Linked DNA regions of Mus musculus: region 2 is linked to region 1. A link is a contact called in public Hi-C data. All regions are on one chromosome and are shown on one strand. The core of a region is the stretch at or near the end of the contact, and the rest is flanking DNA. Distances in the headings are between cores, read along the strand shown.

Evidence for each region. Hi-C and Micro-C count contacts between places; a contact is called where the count stands out from the background.
Region 2: a Hi-C map of centroblasts shows a contact between it and region 1, with 1.6 times the contacts expected there. The contact joins the promoter of Il13 here to the enhancer-like site in region 1. A contact is called at or near these places in 13 of 39 promoter capture datasets (the 3T3-L1 cell line, 3T3-L1-derived adipocytes, the C10 cell line and 8 more), 5 of 15 datasets of contacts at CTCF or cohesin (CD8 T cells, the G1E-ER4 cell line, embryonic stem cells and 1 more), 91 of 484 Hi-C or Micro-C datasets (8-cell embryo, B cells, the Ba/F3 cell line and 54 more), 10 of 115 datasets of contacts at active chromatin or transcription factors (the 230-238 cell line, the HPC-7 cell line, the SCID.adh cell line and 7 more) and 5 of 9 other capture datasets (adipose tissue, embryonic stem cells, liver and 2 more).

What each region holds. Positions count from the first base shown.
Region 1 is chr11:53,589,196-53,592,220 of GRCm38.p6, forward strand. It overlaps Kif3a (kinesin family member 3A), which reads left to right. Exons shown (of 18, transcript NM_008443.4): 10 at 1,522-1,530. Among named protein-coding and RNA genes, the nearest start is that of Kif3a, 23 kb to the left of the region's middle. Within about 2 kb of position 1,461, at least 29 of the 459 cell types and tissues checked have an H3K27ac peak or open chromatin away from gene starts, as enhancers often do. A contact at or near this core is called in CD8 T cells, DN2 thymocytes, the G1E-ER4 cell line and 8 more, where this site is marked.
Region 2 is chr11:53,632,942-53,636,368 of GRCm38.p6, forward strand. It overlaps Il13 (interleukin 13), which reads right to left and starts at 1,761. Exons shown (of 4, transcript NM_008355.3): 1 at 1,553-1,761; 2 at 219-272. The coding sequence starts at 1,693.

The sequences.
Region 1 (3,025 bases), core at 211-2,710:
GGAGAGAGAAGCCTGAGTGGTGCTTCATGCCAACCACATGCTTCCCTGCTACGGTACCAGGTCCTTTTTAAGACTCTGAGATGTGATTAGAAAACTCAGTCACAGAGTTCATAAACTCGGTCCAGACTTACTTCAGACTGAGATTTTATTATAAACCATTAAGTTGAAAAGCGCTATGTACCTTTGTCTATTTCTACTTTCAGAAGAAAATGGAAGCCATGCTTGCTTCCCCAGCTCGCTCGCAGCTTGCTGTCTCTTAAAGCATTATCTGTATCCTTACCTGCTCCAGACTAATGGCAGAGACCGTTGCTTTCAGCTGTACTAGGGAATAGTTCAAGAATCTCAAGACACTGTGTCTGTGACACTGTAGAAGCAAGTTACCAGAAGAGCTGACCTCCCCGGATAACTTATAAAATGCACGGCATTGTTCAGACATCACATAGAAGCACAGTTTTGTGTATAAACTGTGAAGTGAGAGAAGTACCTGAGCAGGCAGCAGCATTGTTCTCCAGTTTTCTGTTCTAAAACTTACATTCTTAGAGAGTAGCTACATGAAAGTGGGTTGTGAAATGAGTTGTACCTTATTCAATTCAAGACCTTTCTTTCCAATTCAAGAAGCTTTAATTGCTGTTTGCATAGTGAACACTTACTTTCTGTTGTTGTAACATGGATGTGTTGGGGAGTGGAGAGCATGTGGGTGCTGTGTTAACTGTGTGTATGCCCCCTCCCATTAAAAAATGCAAATGGCCGCTCAGTGTCCCTTGCTTGAATCATCAGTTGTCATTTTCTTCTCTAGTCGTTAAGTACCCAGAACAATCCACCATAGGCGGAATGGGAGTTTGCTACTATACAGGTGCACTTCATTTTATGTAACTAGAGCTGCTTACAAATCAAGTTGGAAAATAAAATATTATGAACTGAATGCCTTTAAAATTCATTAATCCTTTTGTTAGTCACATGATCAGTATAAACTACTGTAAATTAGTTTATCTATTTTGTTGCTTCAGGTCTACCTGGTAGATTTTCTTTAAATGGGGGACACCTGTAATGGGTTTTTATATAGGAAGAAAAAACATTGAATTGGGAAATTTTGGAAATGGACAATGAGAGCTTTGCTACTTTTAATTTACTAATTTTAAAAATTGACTTCGTTTGCCCTTCTAGCTATTTTCCAGGTCTTAGCAGGTTCCCAATTCCATGTCTGTCACCCATCAGCATAAGCACATGCTCTGAGCGGTACCACCTGCAGGGGGCGCTGTGGGCACCTGAGATTGCGCGGGAACCACAGGGTGAACTGAGGCTAGCATTCGTGCTTGTCTTACCGAACGAACATGCTTTCTTTTTTCTGTCGGCTCTGTTTCAGTTTTGATTATTTGATTCATGTCTGTGCTCGTGCTAAATGAGTGCTGTTACACGTTTTCTCTGTTTTACAAAGGAAATAATGTTTTCCTCTCTTCCCTCCCCATCTCTGTGCACACGCTTCCTGTCTGCGGCTCGCTTACCTTACCGCTGCTTTGCAAGACCAAGCAGGTTGGTGTGATTGGCTGGCACTTCACCTGGTGCGCTCACTCATTTTCTCAAGACCTTTTATTTAAGTACTTGACTTTTTTATTTTAATAATTTTTACAAGGTAAGTATCTGTCTTTTTAAAACAATTCCATTTTAGCTATTTTAAAAGCCTTCTCCCCTAAATCCTTAAAGACCTATTAAGTCAGTTTTTGAAAATGTACTTGTACCTGATTTGACAGCATTTTCCTCCTCTTTTGAAGGCCAAGAGTCAGTTTTTATTGCCTACACCATGGGTTCTTGTGACACATGTGACATTAGTCGGGTTGTCACTTCCTGCAGCTCTACCCATGCCCACCCCATCAGGTCACCTTCACTTCGGTGGCCCCTGGCAGACAGGGCACTGGAAGGCTCACTACTTCTCTTTGACTTAGCTAAATACTTTTTATACTCACAACATGCCTTTTTAGATTTATTTACTTAAACTTTTTGTGCTAAATTTTATCAGTGAAAACTAGAAAAGTTTCTGAGGTTGGGTTTTTCCAAACCTTCTGGAGGTTTTGTGGTCGATGTTTTGTTTTGTTTTTTAATTGATTTGGTTGGTGAAACTGCGTGTGGTCCCGGGAATGAGCCCAGGGCTTTGCACATGGTGGCCAAGCACTGAGCTACGCCCCCATCTCCTTTAAAAAAAAAATCTCTTCAGAAGCATATGTAGACTCTTATGCCATTGGAGCGGTCCAAGTACCCATTGAGGGCACAGAAGGCAGATTGCTTCAGGCTCCTCACAGCATCCCCCAGTGGAGAGCAGGCTACTGGAAGCTAAGGCTTATATCTAGGGGAGCACGGGATACAAATTTATTCCTTAAAGATCTATGTAAAAGTTACTCTTGGTCACCAAATTTTTACACAGTCACATTTAGCTTAAAGTATTACTTGAAAAAAATAATGTGACTTGTCACAGTGATTCTGGCTAGAGCCACATGGGACTTGAATGTGTGGACCTTTGAACTGACCCTAGCTGTGTGCTCAGTGTCTTCATGAAACCCTCTTGAGCACGGTGAGGCGCTTGCATCTAAAGCACGGATTTGGAGGGATCACTGTGTAAGACAATCACCTCAGCAACAGACAGCATTTATACATCTTCCTATGCAGCCCTGTTTTGTATTACTGCCTCCTAATGGGTTTTTTGGAGCTGTTTATAACTATTAGCAAGACAAAACACTATGAGTCCAAAATTACATTCCCATATTGACCTGCACACCTCATCTCTGATCTTAGTACCCAGGCCTTCCACACACGCTGTTTTTGTTTTAACGTATTTACCATTTTTCTCTAAATGTTTGTAACCCTGAGGTGGAAGTTACATGATCTAAGGCGTATGTACTTCCTGTAAACCTGAGCTTAGACTTTTCTTCTCAAATTTTTAATAAATTATTGCTGATAGAAAGTCTTTTCATGGAGTTCATTGGGAGTAAGAATTCAATTGTTTGTGAAGACTATTCTGTACAGCATAATTCTG
Region 2 (3,427 bases), core at 511-3,010, 44 kb after region 1:
CTTTCTGTAGCCTAGGCCAGCCAAAAACTTACAATTATAGTCCAGGCTAGCCTCAAACTCATGGTAAACCCCCTGCCTCAACCTCTAAAGCCCCGACATTCTAGGCATGCCTATCTCTGAAGGTTGTTTGCAAAGCTCTAGCTACATGAGTGGGGCTTAGAGAAAAGAAGCCAACAGCCAATAACCGCCGCCACATCCCCTCAGGCCAGGTTCCTTACCCCGCCAGCGGCCAGGTCCACACTCCATACCATGCTGCCGTTGCACAGGGGAGTCTAAGGAAGCAAAGAGACCGTGAGTAGACCGGTAGCAGGAGTCACAGGCCTACCCCAGCCAGGCCAGGCCCACAAGCATCCCTCGGGTAGCATAGAGCCTGGCTTGACAACCCCTCAACACCCTATGCTTCGCTGTCTAGTCTGCATAAGGAGCTAGGGCAGGAAATAGAGTCTTGGAGCTGAAAGAGGGAAACTGAGTGGCTGTTGGCAGGGGAAATGCCTTATCTGAAGCTTGCCACTGTCTGGGCAGGAGGACGGGGGTCTACAGAGAAGGCCAGAGTGAGGTTTTATAAAGGAGGGGTGGGGGAGGCTGCTGTTGACCTAGTCAAGTCAAGTGGGAGGCAGTGGGAGCCTAGTGGACCACTTCTCTTCTCTGAATGAGACACCATGTTAGGGACACACACACGAGGCCTCAGGTGAGATTCTTAAAAGGCTTGAGTCTGACATTAGCCTCCCTGGACCTCACAAAAGGAAACCACCATGCCAGCCTCTGGGGGTGTCAATAAAGATAAGACAGCATCCAGTGCCAGGCTTGGCAGTAATCAGTGGTCAGATGCTATGAGCTGATTTTCCAGTAGAGAGAGGAGTTGGCGTCACTGCGTCCTGTCCCACTGACTGAAACCCTGACAGGGACATGGGTTAAGAAATCCAGATGGACATGACATGGGAAACCCAGCTGGCAGATGCCAAATGGTTCTAGGAAGCTGCTGGCTCGTCCCGGTTTTCCTCTGTGGAAGAGTCCCGAGCTAGTAGAAGTGGGGCCAGGCCTCGGGTGACTCTGCCAACCCCTGCAAGGTCCATCTGTTAGCCATGGCCACGCCATTTTGAGAAAATCCTCCATTTTGGATAAACAGTGGTCGCCACTCCTACACGTCCCTGATAACGACTAGCCAGTCATTATCAGATCAGATAAGGATCAGCTGGCCCTCTTGCTTGCTTCTTTGAATACTGATAGCAAGCTTTGGACCAACATCTCAACTCTTCCCTGTCCCCATAACTATCCCTAGGCTATGAGCAGTTGGAGAGCTGTCTGGTTTCCCCATCCAGAGGTTTCTTCTCCACGGGTTTTCTTAGATTAAACCTGTCCTGTTGTAAAGGTCTTTTCTTTGGGGGAACCCTTTACTGTCCATACACTGTTGCACCCTCCCCCCCCCCAAGTTAGCTGCTCTTCTTCCTCATTTTTGAGCCCGGTGACCAGGGGGCTTCGTCTGTCACTCACACAGGCCCAGACCCAGCCTGCTCATGACCTCTTCCGGGAAGGGGCTGTGTGTGCTACTCACCTGGTCTTGTGTGATGTTGCTCAGCTCCTCAATAAGCTCCTTAAGGGTCAGAGGGAGAGACACAGATCTTGGCACCGGCCCTGGGGCGGCGAGACCACCAAGGCAAGCAAGAGCCAGGACTGCAGTCACCCAGAGCGCCATGAAGCCCAGAGCCAGTGAGAGAACCAGGGAGCTGTAGAACTGTGGGCTGGCCTAGGCTGCTGGCTTGTGGCCTTAGCCTGTTGAAGCAGCTTTTATAAACCAAAGTGATGACGCCTCACCCCTGGTCTCTGCTTTGTTGGGCATTATCTGAAAACCACATCTTTACTCATCTTGAATTTTTTTTTTTCTTTTTTGGAAAATCCAGTGGCCGCTAAAGGAAAGAGTCTGATTTAGTGGATTTATTGAGAAGGGTCTGGGACAGGGTTTCCAGGTTCTGGGTGGTTTATTTCCACGGTGGGCATCAGCAAAGCTAACTTCCGCCCCAGTAATTCCACCCGCTGACCGCCCCAAGCTCCTGAGCAGCCAGCCCAATGCTGACCCCTTGATCACTAAGTACTTGTCACCCTTTGGGCAGGTGAGTATCAGTCTATTAGCTGTGAGAATTGGGGAAGTTTTCTCCTTTCTTTCTTTCTTCCTTCCTCCCTTCCTTCCTTTCTTCTTTCTTTCTTTTCTTTTTTTCTTCTTAATTTCAACAAACGTATCTGATAAATCACCAAAGCAATGCATGGTTTGGATACAAAATTTAAACAGGACAGAGAGACTAAGAAGCCACTTCCAACCACACTATTGTTCCTCAGCTGCACGAGTGGGAGGGATATAGACGTTTGTACTGCCCAAAGGTTCGCTGAAATGCAGCTGGCTCAGGTATTCCCCTGACCTTTAAGGAGTAAATCTCTTCTGATGCTAATTCTGCCAGTGGGCAGCTTGAACACCCGGCCCACCAGTGTCTTCTCTTGACCCTTCTGTTGGGACACTATATCTGGGTTGGGCCAGCAGCAGGCTGCCCAAACTCCAGCCCAGGCCAAAGAGCATTAATGCTGTTGATAAGGCCGAGACTGTGGCCATCACACTCCCCCAGCCCCCACCCCTACCCCAACCTCCACGTCTCCGCAGAAGCTGCGCTGATCCTGCAAGGGCCTCAAATTTCCCAGAATGTTGAAAATGATTGGAGCTGCAGCATCTCTGCTGCAGGGACACCCGCACATAGCCTTTTCCCTACTCTTTCCTCATACTGAGCCACCCACCCCCTGCAGAGGCCGCAGCATTTGCCTATTGGGTAGTGATGTCAAGATGCACCCTCACCCACTTCCTCCCTCAGGCCAGCAGAGGCCCCTCCATGGCCCCTCTTCTTTCTCAGACTCTTTCCCCACCCGTTTCTTCTCCTCAGCCAGATTCCATCTTCTCACAAATTTCCTGACGCCCTCACTCCTGCAGGGCCTAGTCCTGCCCAGCTCCCTTCCCACTGGGGAAAACATGACAGCTTTCTGTCCACAGTGGAGGTGCCCCCCGACCTTCTACAGATCTGGGAACTGGAAATCTGCCTCCGTCCCTTGTGCCCTCCCGGGATTTGAAGTGCCTTGCCTAGCCAAATGACCCCTGTGGGGCCTCAGTTTCTCAATCTGGAGGACAGGGCAAGGTGGCAGATCCCTTGGAGGTCTCCTGGGGTGGGGAAAGGCTTGGGGAAACACCTTGGGCGCTGCATGGGTGAGTCAACGGCCCCTGCCCCTCAAGACAAGCAGAAGGCATGCGGGCAGCAGCAGGTAGGCGCCCCACCCCCCCCGCGCGTGGGAGAAGGCGCACTGGCGCGGCGATGGCCCGCGGAGATAGAGGCGCGGCCTTATGTAACGGGAGATGGGGTCGATAAGAGGACGCCCGCGCCGCCTCCTCCTTGGT